3 separate regions of the Zea mays genome follow, and all the other regions are linked to region 1. Evidence: chromatin contacts called from public Hi-C data. All regions are on one chromosome and are shown on one strand. Each heading gives the region's core, a stretch centred on a gene start, on an enhancer-like site or on the middle of the called end of the contact. The rest is flanking DNA. Distances are from core to core; before and after follow the strand shown.

Region 1 (4,225 bases), core at 808-3,307:
ATTCTGCGTCCGTCGGTTCGTGCACCGTGGTGGCTGCCGCTTCCGGCCGTTCATCCACCGTGCACAGAGACAGAGACAGAGCCAGACGTCTAGCGTCTTCCGCCCGTCCGGCCATTCGTTCACCGGCCAGCGTCAGCCAGCCAGGCGTCCAGCTCCAACACGTGTTGCCAAATGCCAACACTCCAGTCTCCAGGTGATGGTCGGTCAGCCACCAGGGCCTCCCCGTCCGGCCGTCGTGCGTCCAACAGTCGGGCACCGGCGGGCGGCGGCCGCTCGCCCCTGCGGCTCGGGCGCTCGGCCACGGCCAGTGCGGGCCGTGCGGCAGTGTCCACTCGGGCCTCCGCCAGCCGCTAGCTAATCCTAATCAGTAATTATTGTAAGCGTTTCTCATTTTCTCAGTTTTTTTGTCACTACTCACTGGTGAACAACGAGCTAAGTACTAGATTGTGAAAGAGATATCTTTGCAAGTATTCAAAGTGATGATATTTTATACCATTTTCAAGAATTGAAGAATCGAATGAAAAAGCTATCTCCACAAAATTCAAGTGGTATATTTTTGTACTCACTTATACATTTTTACATTCATTAGTTATATTGTCATGTTGTATCTCTCATTTTATACAAATATTTAACTCGCAATGTGTAGGTTCAAATTCACGTGCTAATGTTGATGAAGTTATTAGATGCGGGGAATGACCAAATCGTCTCTAATTAGGTACTTTTATATTTTAATCAAGTTTATTGTATTTTTAGATCCTGAATTGAAGCAAATACTATTTTAGTCTATGTTTATGGTATATTTTGTTTTAGCGGTATATATTTATCCGCACAATATATTAGGGCTGTTTAAAGTAATCTTCAGGTTTATAGAGTGGCCCGGGGCGTTAATTTTATAGAGCTCCGCCACTGAAAGGTACTATGATTAAAATCATCGTACCATTCATCTTCGTTGAATTAGCCCTCTTGACGAAGCTTCCTGTGTTGGGGCCTTCTGTCATGATCATCCTGAGCAAGATGACACACTTCCTCAGTAGCTTCATCGATCTTCCTTTGAAGATCAGCTAGCCGAGCCATCTTCTCCTTTTTCCTTTGCACCTGCTGGTGGATGATTTCCATGTCCCTGATCTCCTGGTCCAACTGCTCCTCCTGGAATGTTGGAATGGTGGTCTTTCTCTTTTGGCTTCGGCCCTCTCGGAGAGAGAGAGTCTCCTGGTTTGTGTCCAGTGGAAGCAGTGCAGCCCCTGGCGCTGTTATCTTCTTCGGCGGCATAACGAAGGTCGATGTTTTGCCGAAGGTTGTGGAAGTGAGTACACCGGAGGTGGGCGCCAATGTTGGGGACTTGTTCTCAAATACTATGAATTAAGAACAAGACAACACAGAAAGAAGTTAATGGTTAGTGCCCTTCGTCCTTCGAAGCATTATTTCCCTTAGAATATAACGATCTTCGGACGAAGGTCATGAAGGATATATCTTCATCATCACAGTTTATATTGATAAAAGGAGAAGCATATGAAACATTAGAGAATAACATGAATAATCACATAACATTATTTACATGTCCTTATTATATAATCATGGATGAATAAGAACAATATTGAATTACATTTGTACCTTCGGCTTGACAGAAGGTGAAAGTACAAGCGTGACGCACGAGCGAGTACAAGTTAGCGTGAACAGTACGGGGTACTATTCATCTATTTATAGGCACAGGGCGTAGCCTGTGTAAAATTACATTCATGCCCATTATGTTTATTATTGTCTTAAGGACAATCCACCGAGTACTAGATAACATTTTCCCTTTTAAGTCGGTTTATCTTTCTGCCGTTGAGCCAAAGCACCCTTGCGCGTAGCTTCGGAACTGTATCAACCTTCGTCTTGACCATGCTTTCCATATCATGTATAGTTTTATTCCGAGTCTGAAGATACCTGTATGTATATTACACTTGGTAAACATTGTTAAATCATGTTTTTGAAAACATTCAGAAGACGAAGGCTCCCAACACAAGTGTAAAGCGTATATGCCCAATGTTCTGTCGCTCCTTAATTAGAGCATCCATAAATTGTCGGCATTTATTCGATGTGCACGCATACGCGTGCTTATTTGCTGGTGGTGTAGTGTATGTTGAGTGTTGTGTGTCCACGTACTTTTTGGCAACAGAACAGTTAAACATAGTCAGAGAGAATTTCTGCATTCTCTGCACTGATGGCCATATTAAATGCAGAGGCAACCCTGTCCATGCTTTCTCCCCCAAAGCCGAACACACTTCCTCGCGCTCGCGCTCTCGAGTCCCGACTCACCTGCTTCTAGCCATGGAGGCGCCTCCATCTTCTCCCTTCCTAGTGTTGCTCCTGCTGTTCTTCCCTTCGAGCGGCCTTGCCGCCCCCATGGATTTTAACCATGAAGGTTCGTTCTCCTTTGCCGTGGTTTCGACGGACTCATATCTTGTTTTAGCGGTGTATGTCTCTGCTAGTTTCTTGCACTGCTAGGTGTTGATTCCTGTGGTACTGGCAGTGCAAGTCCTTATGGTGATCAAGAGCCTCCTCAAGGACCCCTATGGCGCGCTGAGAAACTGGGACAGGAACTCCGTCGATCCCTGTACCTGGTCCTTCATCTCCTGCTCGCCGGAGAATCTCGTCACTGCACTGTGAGCTAGACCCCAGCTCTCCAATTATTCCTAGCCTCAAATCAAACCCACCATATATATATAGCTCTGATGTTCCTATGGTTGAATATCTGGCAGGGAAGCTCCAAGCAAGAACCTTTCCGGCCGGCTCTCCCCGAGCATAGGGAACCTGACAAAACTTGAGAAGCTGTGAGTACTGTTCCATGGGTACAACAAGTCTTAGGCTTATTTTGGAATACAGAACTTTTTAGATAAATTAATAAATTATACAGTAATTTCACAGAAATCAGTTCATTTTTACGAGAAAAACGCAGGAAGGCCTTAGCGTTGAGTGTTTTTTTTTACTTTCTTTTTATTGGGAGTTGTTCGTTTTTTTGGTGTCCCAGTCAGCTGCAGAACAACAACATAATTGGGCCAATCCCAGCAGAGATCGGCAAGTTAGCAAAGCTCAGGACGCTGGTTCTGTCCAGTAACAAATTACATGGCACAGTCCCAAATTCTTTAGGCCGACTCGGAAGACTCCAGTACATGTAAGTGAGGCACACGTGCCAATTTCTTAATGCTTCGTGTTCTTGCCTGGGTAAAACCATAGCCTGGTTTGCACTGACACTGCACTCCTCTCTTGCAGAGACTTGTCGTACAATAACTTGAGTGGCCCGATACCAAAAACGTCTGCAAGAACGCTCAAGTAAGGATCCGGTCCTGTGTTTTCGTCATGGACGTGTGTGACATTTTTATAGGGAATCAATGGTCTGGAAGAAATCCCTTAAAATCTGTTGTTTTTTTTTTTCTGCCTGCAGCATAGCCGGGAATCCTCTCATCTGTGCTGCAGAACAGGATTGTGACAGTACCAAGCTGAAACCGATGCTGGATTCCTATATCGCTGGTGAACAGTAGGAGCCCCAAGTTGGGAGTCGGTTACCTTGCTAAGGAGTATGTACCTAACGAACCTCGGGTGCCGTTTGGTTTCACAAAATGTAATGTAAATGATAATAATTAACACTCGTGTGACAACAATAATAAGTTTGAGTAAGTTGGTATCAGTTTTTAGTGTAAAATCTGATTATGGTTAAACATAAACAAAGAAGATTTAACGTTATCAGTTATCCATCACTTTACAATTATGTGAACTAAACAACGCCTTATTATTAAGATCTATCTGGCAACAACACCCAGTTTGAATAAGCCGTTGCTGTTCCAGCAAAAAAAAAAAAAATGGCAGGTGCCGTAATCGAATAAGTATTACGAAGTTTTTAGGAGCCAGCCCTGTTGTCTACTCTTGACGGCTAGTATTTTGTGAACTGGCTCTTCGCGCATCGCATATTGATTATTACACAGTTCTCCCACTCATCCGTCTTGCGTAACGTTTTGCAATTGCCGTTCGATTCGGTAAATCAGATCAGTCTTGTGTTTGTTCTTCCCTACAGGCACATTTTCATGTCGGGCATATGACGTTCGGTGCACAAGCAGTAGAACCCACCATCCACTTACACCAGTACGATCTTGTTCCGATTAGGTAGGGTATGGAATTTCGGACAGTTTTTGGTTCTACTGCTAAACTCTGGTGAATTCCATTCAGTTCCAAAAATATTTAACCAAAA
Region 2 (4,275 bases), core at 1,522-4,021, 390 kb after region 1:
CTGGCATATGTGTTTGCGCGTGTTCTTTCCATGATCACCCGAAAACTTTGCGAATTCGGGTATCCTGGTTCCCTGTGGGTATGGGTGGTGATCAAATCGGCTGTCATAAGGTTTCCAATATGATTTCCCCCCAGGGACCATGCTTACTCTGAGCTTATCTCGGAACGCCCCGGCTATTTCTTCCCTCACTATATCAATGGCAGCCGGTGCAAGACCACCGGCTCTTTGGTCAAACATAGGTGGGCTTGACTGGATGTTAGCATATTGTTTTCCCCCCATTGGTTTGAGCTACGTGGTGCATTTCCATTTGCCCTATATGGCTCATAGGTTTGCTCGTTTCTTTCCGGCCTTCTAGGTGGGGCCGGAAAGCTTTCCTGGGCTCTGGATCTTGAATTAATGGTCTGGTGCATTGCATAGTGTGATGGGAAGTGTTGCTGGGACGGGTGAGGATTCAGGTAACAATCCTCCTCAAAAAGGTCATGTGCGGACTGTCCAGACATTGGCCCGGACCGTCCGTGATTATGTGCGGACCGTCCGTCGTTGTATGCGGACCGTCCGACTAGGTAGTTCAGATTCCGTGTCATGTGTGGTGGCTCGGGTGCGTGTCTGGGTACCTCATTAAAAATGGGCCCGGCCGTGGCTGGCCCGGACGGTCCGGACATGTGCAGATCAGCTGTTTTGCTGCCGATTTGCGGTTGCTCAGGGTACGTGTCCATCGGCATCCCATAAAGGGGTTGTGACTGGTCGTGACAACCTCTAGCCGATGTATTATGTGCGTTATCCCCAAATTCAACCTCGTGTGAAGGAAAATTTGCTATACTAGATTTATCAAATGCACGTACTAATCTCCTATAATCGTTTTGCATATCCCCTATGATATTTTGCATTTGTTCACGCTGTTCATCTACATAATTCTTAAGAGATTGCAGCTCGTTTGTATTACTTACATTGAGGATATCTGGCGTGGGTCGCAGTGAAGCCGGATTCGTCGCCCGATGTCGGACGACCTTGTTGTTCCTGTCCACTTTGAAGTTGGCCAAGAACTTTGCTTTTGCCTCCTGGATCATCTGCTCCTTGTGCTCCTCGATTTGAAGCTATTCGTCAGCCGGCAAGGTTTTCCAAGTCGGCTCTATGATGTTGCTTGGAGAGACTTCAGAACTATCCCTTGAACCGGCCATTGAGGGCCGATTTGATAGGTCTAAATATGTCTTCCCCGGCGGAGTCGCCAAAAAGTATGTTGACGCCTTTTCGGAGCGGCAAACACTCAACAAGCACCGTGGCGGTGCTCTCTGGTCAGGCGCAGACGGTCCGCGGCCTGGGGCCGGACGGTCCGCGACCTGGCGCAGGGGCTAGGGTCCTCTGCCTGACGGCCGGACGGTCCGCGCCCTGGGGGCCGGACGGTCCGCGCGTACGCAGAGGCGGCGGAAGTCGCCGGCGGCGGCCTGGATCTCGCTCCCGGGAGGGACCCCGTCGGGGAGGAGAGATCCTAGGTGATGTCTAGGCTCGGCAGGCCGACCTAGACTCTTCTAATCGGCGTAGAGTCGAAGAGAAGCGAGAATTTGGAGATCGAGAGGCTAAACCTAAACTAGACTAGAACTACTCCTAGGATAAAATGCGAAATAGAAGTGTTGTTGATTCGATTGATGATAAATCGGCCGTAGACCTCTCTATTTATAGAGGAGGGGGCTGGACCCTTTACACAACTGATTCCGAGCTAATTCCGCGAATCTAGCTAACAACCGTAGCACAAAACTCGGAACCCTAATCTGTTCTGCGCGCGCGCGGACCGTCCGGCCCACAGGCGCGGACCGTCCGGACCGCGGACCGTCCGGCCTCAGGGCTGGCCTGTCCGCACCTCAATTTGGTGCCCAAGAGGCATGTTTTCTTCTCTATCGGATTATTGTGCAATAGCCATAGATATCTTGATGGTTCTATCTGTCCATGAACTGTGTGTTTAATGCGTGTGTCTAAGAGAAAAATAAAAGGGTATATGTTTAGTGGAAGATGTTGTGGGTCTTTAAAACTGGTAGTCATACCGTGTGTTTATATGGAGTCAATGTCTTGAGTTATAAGTCATCAAGGCTGCTATACCATATATAGACCGTGAGAAGCCACCAAGCCCAATACGACAGGAAGTCGTACACATATAATAACACCCCGTTAGCTGAATGAGGACGAGCTACAGAGAGCTCTATAAAAACAGCGATTGTGTTCTTTTTCAACTCATATCTTTCTCGGTCTTTTGGCTAAAATAAAGTATAATATTTATTTCGCTCAACCATTGATTGCATTGCGTGTACGACCTCGTCCTTCCCAACCAATATCATGAAAATACGATTGTGTACCGTCGCAATGCACGTGTATTATACTAGTTTATGCTATAAATGAGACTTATTATGGTAACTCGTGAGCTCAATATCCAATTCGTAATGCGACCAAGCTCAAGCTATTGCGATCGAGCTCAGCCAAGTCTTTACTCGCTGAGCCATTGACAATTTTGCCATTATTATTTGTGGGTTTCGCTATATATCATCGGACCTACAAATTATAGACATAGATGATCCCACCAGTTATAGACATGAGATGACATCATAATATGAAGTCAAAAGTGAAACTGTGAGAGTGACAAAATTATAACTTTCTCTTACTTGCTGGTCATGGAGACGAACCGACCCGACCTCATTTGCAGCCCAACCCGCACTCACCAACAGAAAGGGAAAAGACCATCCTACCCACGCCAGCTCCGGAGTTCCGACGCAACTTCCCATTCCGATCCACATCAGCCCCGTCGCTGTCTCTCCAGGATCTGGAGACCCTACCCGCCTGAGCCCTCAGCCGGCCGCGCGGTGCGGCACCGCACCACCGCCACCGAGCCACGAACCCGCCGGAGTACCGACCCGCCTGCGCCCTCCGCTGGCCGTGCGGCGTGGCAGCGCACCACCTACGGCGGGCTGCGGCACCGCCCCGGCCCTCGCACCAGTTCCGCGGCGACGTGGTCCAGCAGCACCGCCAGGCCGCCTACGGCCATTTCACTCGCGGCTTCTGAGCATCTACCTGCACTTCTTCAATTACCTGCAGCTTTCATCGTATTTCCTTTGCATTGCATACCGTGCAGCCACCTCTGCACATGATGTTTCGGATGTTATCTTATTATTAAAAAACTAGATTTACTCATGTTTTTCTTCCTCTGTCATTATTGCTGATTTGGTAACTAATCTTTCTGTGGGGTTTATGCACTGTTAATTTTTCCCTGTCATTTTAGGTCTAATTTGTATTCGACACTCTCATCGTAGTAACTGCCTCATAGGTTTTGTGCCCTCTGTATACATCTCTATCGGCTCCATGTCCAAGGCACTGCACCACCCTTTTGTTATCAGGTAACAATCCACATCACACCTCCGCCCGAAAAAAAAACTTTTATCAATAGAGTTCTCTTTTTGTTAACCTCCTTTACTTTTACTTTCAGGTTTTAAACCGGCTTTTGGAATTGTACACATGGATCAATTTGTGGGAGTGGAAATTAGAGCAGATTTCTGTGCTTTTTTTTTTCCAGCACATCTGCCAGACTAGTATCATCAGCAATTGTCCATCGCAGCATAGGTACTTATTACTTTTGTAGTCCTATTCTCCTGCATAAGTACGCTATTATTGGTAATCATTTATACGCTGTTACGTTCGATATTTCTTCTGGTCTTCAAATGTTAGTTTTCCACCCTCATACAAGACAACTAGATGTTATGTTTGGATCATATATATAGTGTGTTTGCCACTGTTAAACATGGTGTTTGAGTATTGTAAAACCATACTAAACAAATTCTCTGTCCCTGGATTATTGTATTTGATAGCTTCACATATTCCTTCCATTATTCAACAATTTCTTGATTTATGGATCCACATATGCATGATTGGGGAACGGTAGATCTAAACAGTGAATCTGGACCATACATGCATGAACAACACCGTCCAGATCTAGAACTACCACCAGTAAAAACTACCGCAAGTGGGAAGGAAATAAAGGGTGGGTAGTATCGTTGCCTCGCAGGTTGGGAGAACATGTTTAATTATGCTGCAATGGCTCGATTTAGTTGCCTAGTAGCTGGGACTGGTCCACCAACTTAAAATATATAAGGTACATGTCCACACATATATAGGTAGTGGAGAAGATGATGGCAGAAACAGGAGTTGAAATCAGTCGCAACCGTCCGCTTCACTCTCGCTATGACTGATGAAGATGTTAGGAAATAAAGATAGATATGGTTAGACATATTTGGAGAT
Region 3 (4,451 bases), core at 1,652-4,151, 390 kb before region 1:
GAACCGGAAGTAACTCAGGCCAGTCTTCAGGCCAATCTTGCTGTCCAATAGCTGCTACAGCCATGCTAATAGCAGTGCGAATTTTCCCATTAGAATCATCCAATGAGGTAAGCAGGAGCTGTCGTATGACCACCTGAAACAAAACAGCATTGGGAGAAATGTAAATTAGACACCAACACAGGTATTTAACAACATAAAATTCAAGAATTCATGTGGTAGTCTCGGCCTAACATTGATCAAGAAATCAACACAGAACAGCCTAGATGCCATCACCTCTGTCACTGTGCATACATCTTTTTATTATGTTCAAAACTTATTTCCCTGCCCTTCTCATAGAAAACTACCATCAATTCAAGAATCCAGGAATAAAGCATCAAAATGAAGTGTCCCCATATTAGAAAAAAGGGGAATGTTATATATCAGGCAATTGAGATTTTGTTTTCCATCAGGTGGTGCTCTCAGTTGTCCATTATGCATCAAATGGCTTCAAGCTATGTTCATTCATCTGTGCTACTGCTTCCCAAGAATAACGCCACAATGCACAGTGACAGCGCTCACCCCCACCCTCCTCAGCAAATTTCCTTCCATGCCCTCTCGCAAGCCATCTGGCTGTCTGACATAGCCTGCTGCCAGCCGTTCCTACCACGTCACTGCACGAGCCCCAGACATGCCACCGCCGCCAGCTGGCCTGCCTCCCCTGGAGCTTCCTCTAAGGCTAGCTGCAGCGGCATCTGCCACACTCGCCCTCCCCTACCCCTGTAGCCATTTAGGGTGACGCGTGAGCTGCAACGGCGCGCGCTAAACGGCCCCCTACCTGCTACAGCCGTAGGGGAGGACGCGCACGTCCCCCAGATCAAGGGGAGCACTGTAGCTCCCCTTGCACAGTGCTCCCCTATTTAATAGTTGAACAAAAATAGTAATAAAAGATGAATAGGGTTAGATAATAATATTTTATAGTTGTAGTGGGATATAGGGGGATAATATAGGGGAAACCGCTGCGGGAGATGAAAATTTAGGGGGTGAAATGTTGATGATGTGACGCAAAAAAGTGATATAGGGGGAACCGCTGCGGATAGCCTAAGTCTTGAAGCCATGGAAGTTCTCTCCCCAGCAGCCCAAATTATCTAACCCAGCCAGGTCCCGCCAACATCTGCACCTGCTTACATCAGGCTCCAGAAAACTTCAGCTTTTTCAGTACCCCAGTGTAAAGACCAAAGAGGTGTTGAACAAACAATGATGAATCTAGGTTGTTCCCTCCCTGGCCGAGTTTTTATGAGTCTAGGTTGCATCATTTTTAAAATTTATTCCAAAAATGTGGGTACCATTCCCCATTCTTGCAGATTTCAAAACCTGTAGCTTTTTAATTCAATAAATTTTATTAAAGAACAAAATGGCAATTGTTATCATATTCTTGGGCAAGCCGAGGAAGCAATGAAACAAAGGGCACATTCTCACTCAAGTTCTATTTTGCTGGTACCTTTTCTGAAGCAGAAACAACAGGGGGCACAAAATTCTCTTCGTCTTCCTGCCAATGCTGCTTGATAAACTGCTTTAGTAAGACAGCAGCAAGGTAGCAAATTGTAAAGGAACAACAAAAAGAAGAAAAGGCTAGCCCACTCATAAAAAAAGGAAACCTGAAAATAATACAGCATTCAACACAGGATTTTGATAAAAAGGAACAAAATGTACAAAAATTGGTTGGAAGGATATCTGTCGTAAACCAAACGAGATCTCTTTGTTGATTGTAACTTTTGTAAGGGCAGCTCCATATCCTGAGAAAAAAATTACAGAAAGAAATAAGTTATTGTCAGTTGATTGCAATTCATGTGTCAAAGAATTGTGCGAACCCAAATCTAGCAAAAGGTTTCAACCTGATTGGCAAATAATTGACAGATATAACAGACCACAATTGAAAATGTGGATGTGCATGCTAATTATGGTTACTAGTTGCAACAGCATGCTAATTCTATGACCACCTCAGTTATCTACAACAAGAGGGCATGTAAGAATGGTGCTGGGATCAATCACACTTTCAGTGCTAGAAAGAGTGTCACTTCTGACAGAATATAAAGCATCATCAATGAAGCTGACATGCACTACAGTGGAGCCAGGTTCCCTGTTGTCAAGTTGTGCTGTGAACTACAGTGGGGCCAGGTTAAATGTTGTCAAGTTGCGCTGTGGACTGGATTAGTTATGAATTTGCCTCTAAGGACTTGGACAGGGATAGAGACGTTCTCACACAGCTAAAATATACAGAAGTTGTGTTCCTGGGAAGCAGTGTACATATAGAGCAAAGCAATCCCAATCAAAGCCTTAGCAACCAGAGCAGTGCTGCACTAATGCGCAGCACTCCCGAACAGGACAATGCTACGACAGTAAACCTGCCTTAAACAATAAAACAATCATCATTTCTGAAGTCGCTGCTCACAAGCCTAGGGGATCCCATCAACTCTCAGCTTGCTCAACTCTCAGTTCACCCCTCAGCTCTCACCAGTCACTAGTAATTTGCCACACCCGTAGTATCTACAGCCGTCAGCCAAAATGAAGAACGCAGCCAAAAACTGGAGCAGAAAACAGCTTCTGGCCAACGCGTGAAGCTGAATTGCTCGATTCTTCAGTTACAAGCCAATCGTCCACGAGAGAGGGGGTAAAGGTAGGAGGTGGCGAACCAGGGAGAAGCGAGGCCTGGCGGAGCGACTCCTCGGCGAAGGCGCGGACATCGCGCGCGGTGTCGAGCGTAGCCGTCAGGCAATCCACCAGCCACCGCTGGTCGCCGTGCGCCTCCATCTAAACCGCAGGCGACGCTGGGATTGGGGCTCCGCGGAGTTGAGTGCGAGCGCGCTCCTCCTTTTTTGTTTCGAAATGGGATCACGCGCAGTGGTTGTGGCGAGCGGGGGCGGAGGGACTCGGGGGCTTTAGTCTAGGGTTTATATAACGAAGCGTGGGGAGGCGGAGGAGACGGAAGAAGAGACGAGAGGTGGCGGCCGAGAAAGGGAAAAGAAGGTGGGATCGAGAGAAAATAGAGATGGGCCAGGATTTGGGCATGGGCCCGGTGTGCGCTCATGTTGGTCTGACCCCACCTGCCAGCCTAGTTAGTTCTTCCCACCAACCAAACGTTTCCCGTTTTGAAGGTGCCGCGCTCCGGTTTTCGATGGCGGGAAAGGAATAAAAGCTTATGAGTTCATTTATAAATTTATTTATCTATATCTTCTCTTCTCTATCAATCTATATATATACTACTACCTCCGTTCATAAATATATGATATCATTTATTTTTTCAAAAACTTTGATCACTCATTTTATTAAAAATATTTATTCAAAATGTAAAATTTTAAGTTAAGCACAAACTACCTTAAGTGTAAAACAAATCAAAAAAATAAATGATAACTCATTATTTTTTTTGATAAGACAAGTGATTAAAGTTTTAAAAAAATCAACAGTGTCATATATTAATGAACGGATGGAGTATAAAAGATCTAGTTTTCTTTTTTTCTATCATATCTGTGAGATTTAGTGTTTTCATTGAAATCATGCAGTACTCGGTGTCCGGTAGGAACCCATAAATTTTTTTGTGAGATAAGCGACCCTCCCCAATGGAAAGTGATATGTTAACGCACACGCAAAATTGGTATAGTATATTGATCTAGTCGACGTCCACATATCGTCGTCGACCACCAGCAAGTGTATGAATATCCCAACTTTGCCAATTTGTTCACGTTTTGGTTCCATATATATATATCATGTGATTACAGACAGTTGTGCGCCTATGTCATCCACTAGAGACCCATGTATTTGTTATTGGGCTGGATCGCACGTCGATTGCTCTTGGTCCAAGTGGGCGATGGCTCCTCCCGCGATCAACATCTTCTGTTGCCTTCCCTAGATTGAAGGGTTGTTGACATCTCTCCCTCGAGATACAACTCGTCCCCAAGCTAAAGAGGCCGAAAATTGTTGCTTGGTAAGTTATTCCTTTTCCCATGTAGCAAGCAACGTCGGTGAGCCCGTCTAACGAATCAATAGCTGGGGCGTCACCTTGTCATTCCAAGGAAGTTGTGGACATTCTTAACACAAGTTGGTGTAGGGAACTCCTTGATTATATGTATCTTTCCTAGATCGGTGGCAATGCCAGCTGCACTCACGATATGTCCCAAAAACTCAAGTTTGTCCCGTGCAAGCAAACAATTGGATTGCTTCAATTTAAGCTTGTTTTGACTAAGTAACAGAAACACTTGTTCGAGATGTGTAACATGGTATACCAGAGTGGCACTATACATCGGCACATCATCTATGAACACTACCACGTATTTCCGCAACCAATGGAGACAAGACATGGTTCATGAAGTCCTGAAAGGTGGTAGGGGCTCATGTTAGGCAAAGACATTCATGCGTTTGGAATGTTGTTTTATACTCATCTCCCTCCTTGATCCTAAACTGGTGATAACCTTAGCGAT

Evidence for each region. A called contact is a pair of places that touch in the nucleus more often than the background predicts.
Region 2: a Hi-C map of ear shows a contact between it and region 1, with 2.8 times the contacts expected there. The contact joins the promoter of LOC100147736 here to the promoter of LOC103638261 in region 1. A contact is called at or near these places in 3 of 25 Hi-C or Micro-C datasets (ear, leaf and tassel).
Region 3: a Hi-C map of ear shows a contact between it and region 1, with 2.8 times the contacts expected there. The contact joins the promoter of LOC100384150 here to the promoter of LOC103638261 in region 1. A contact is called at or near these places in 2 of 25 Hi-C or Micro-C datasets (ear and tassel).

Annotation. Positions count from the first base shown.
Region 1 is chr9:37,566,450-37,570,674 of Zm-B73-REFERENCE-NAM-5.0, forward strand. LOC103638261 (LRR receptor kinase SERL2) reads left to right here and starts at 2,058. Exons shown (of 6, transcript XM_008661225.4): 1 at 2,058-2,404; 2 at 2,513-2,645; 3 at 2,742-2,813; 4 at 3,011-3,154; 5 at 3,253-3,312; 6 at 3,425-3,730. The coding sequence starts at 2,311. The coding sequence ends at 3,521.
Region 2 is chr9:37,950,920-37,955,194 of Zm-B73-REFERENCE-NAM-5.0, forward strand. It overlaps LOC100147736, which reads left to right and starts at 2,772. Exons shown (of 3, transcript NM_001358120.1): 1 at 2,772-3,377; 2 at 3,467-3,600.
Region 3 is chr9:37,175,973-37,180,423 of Zm-B73-REFERENCE-NAM-5.0, forward strand. It overlaps LOC100384150, which reads right to left and starts at 2,902. Exons shown (of 33, transcript NM_001362245.1): 1 at 2,670-2,902; 2 at 1,711-1,772; 3 at 1,478-1,570; 4 at 1-133. The coding sequence starts at 2,787.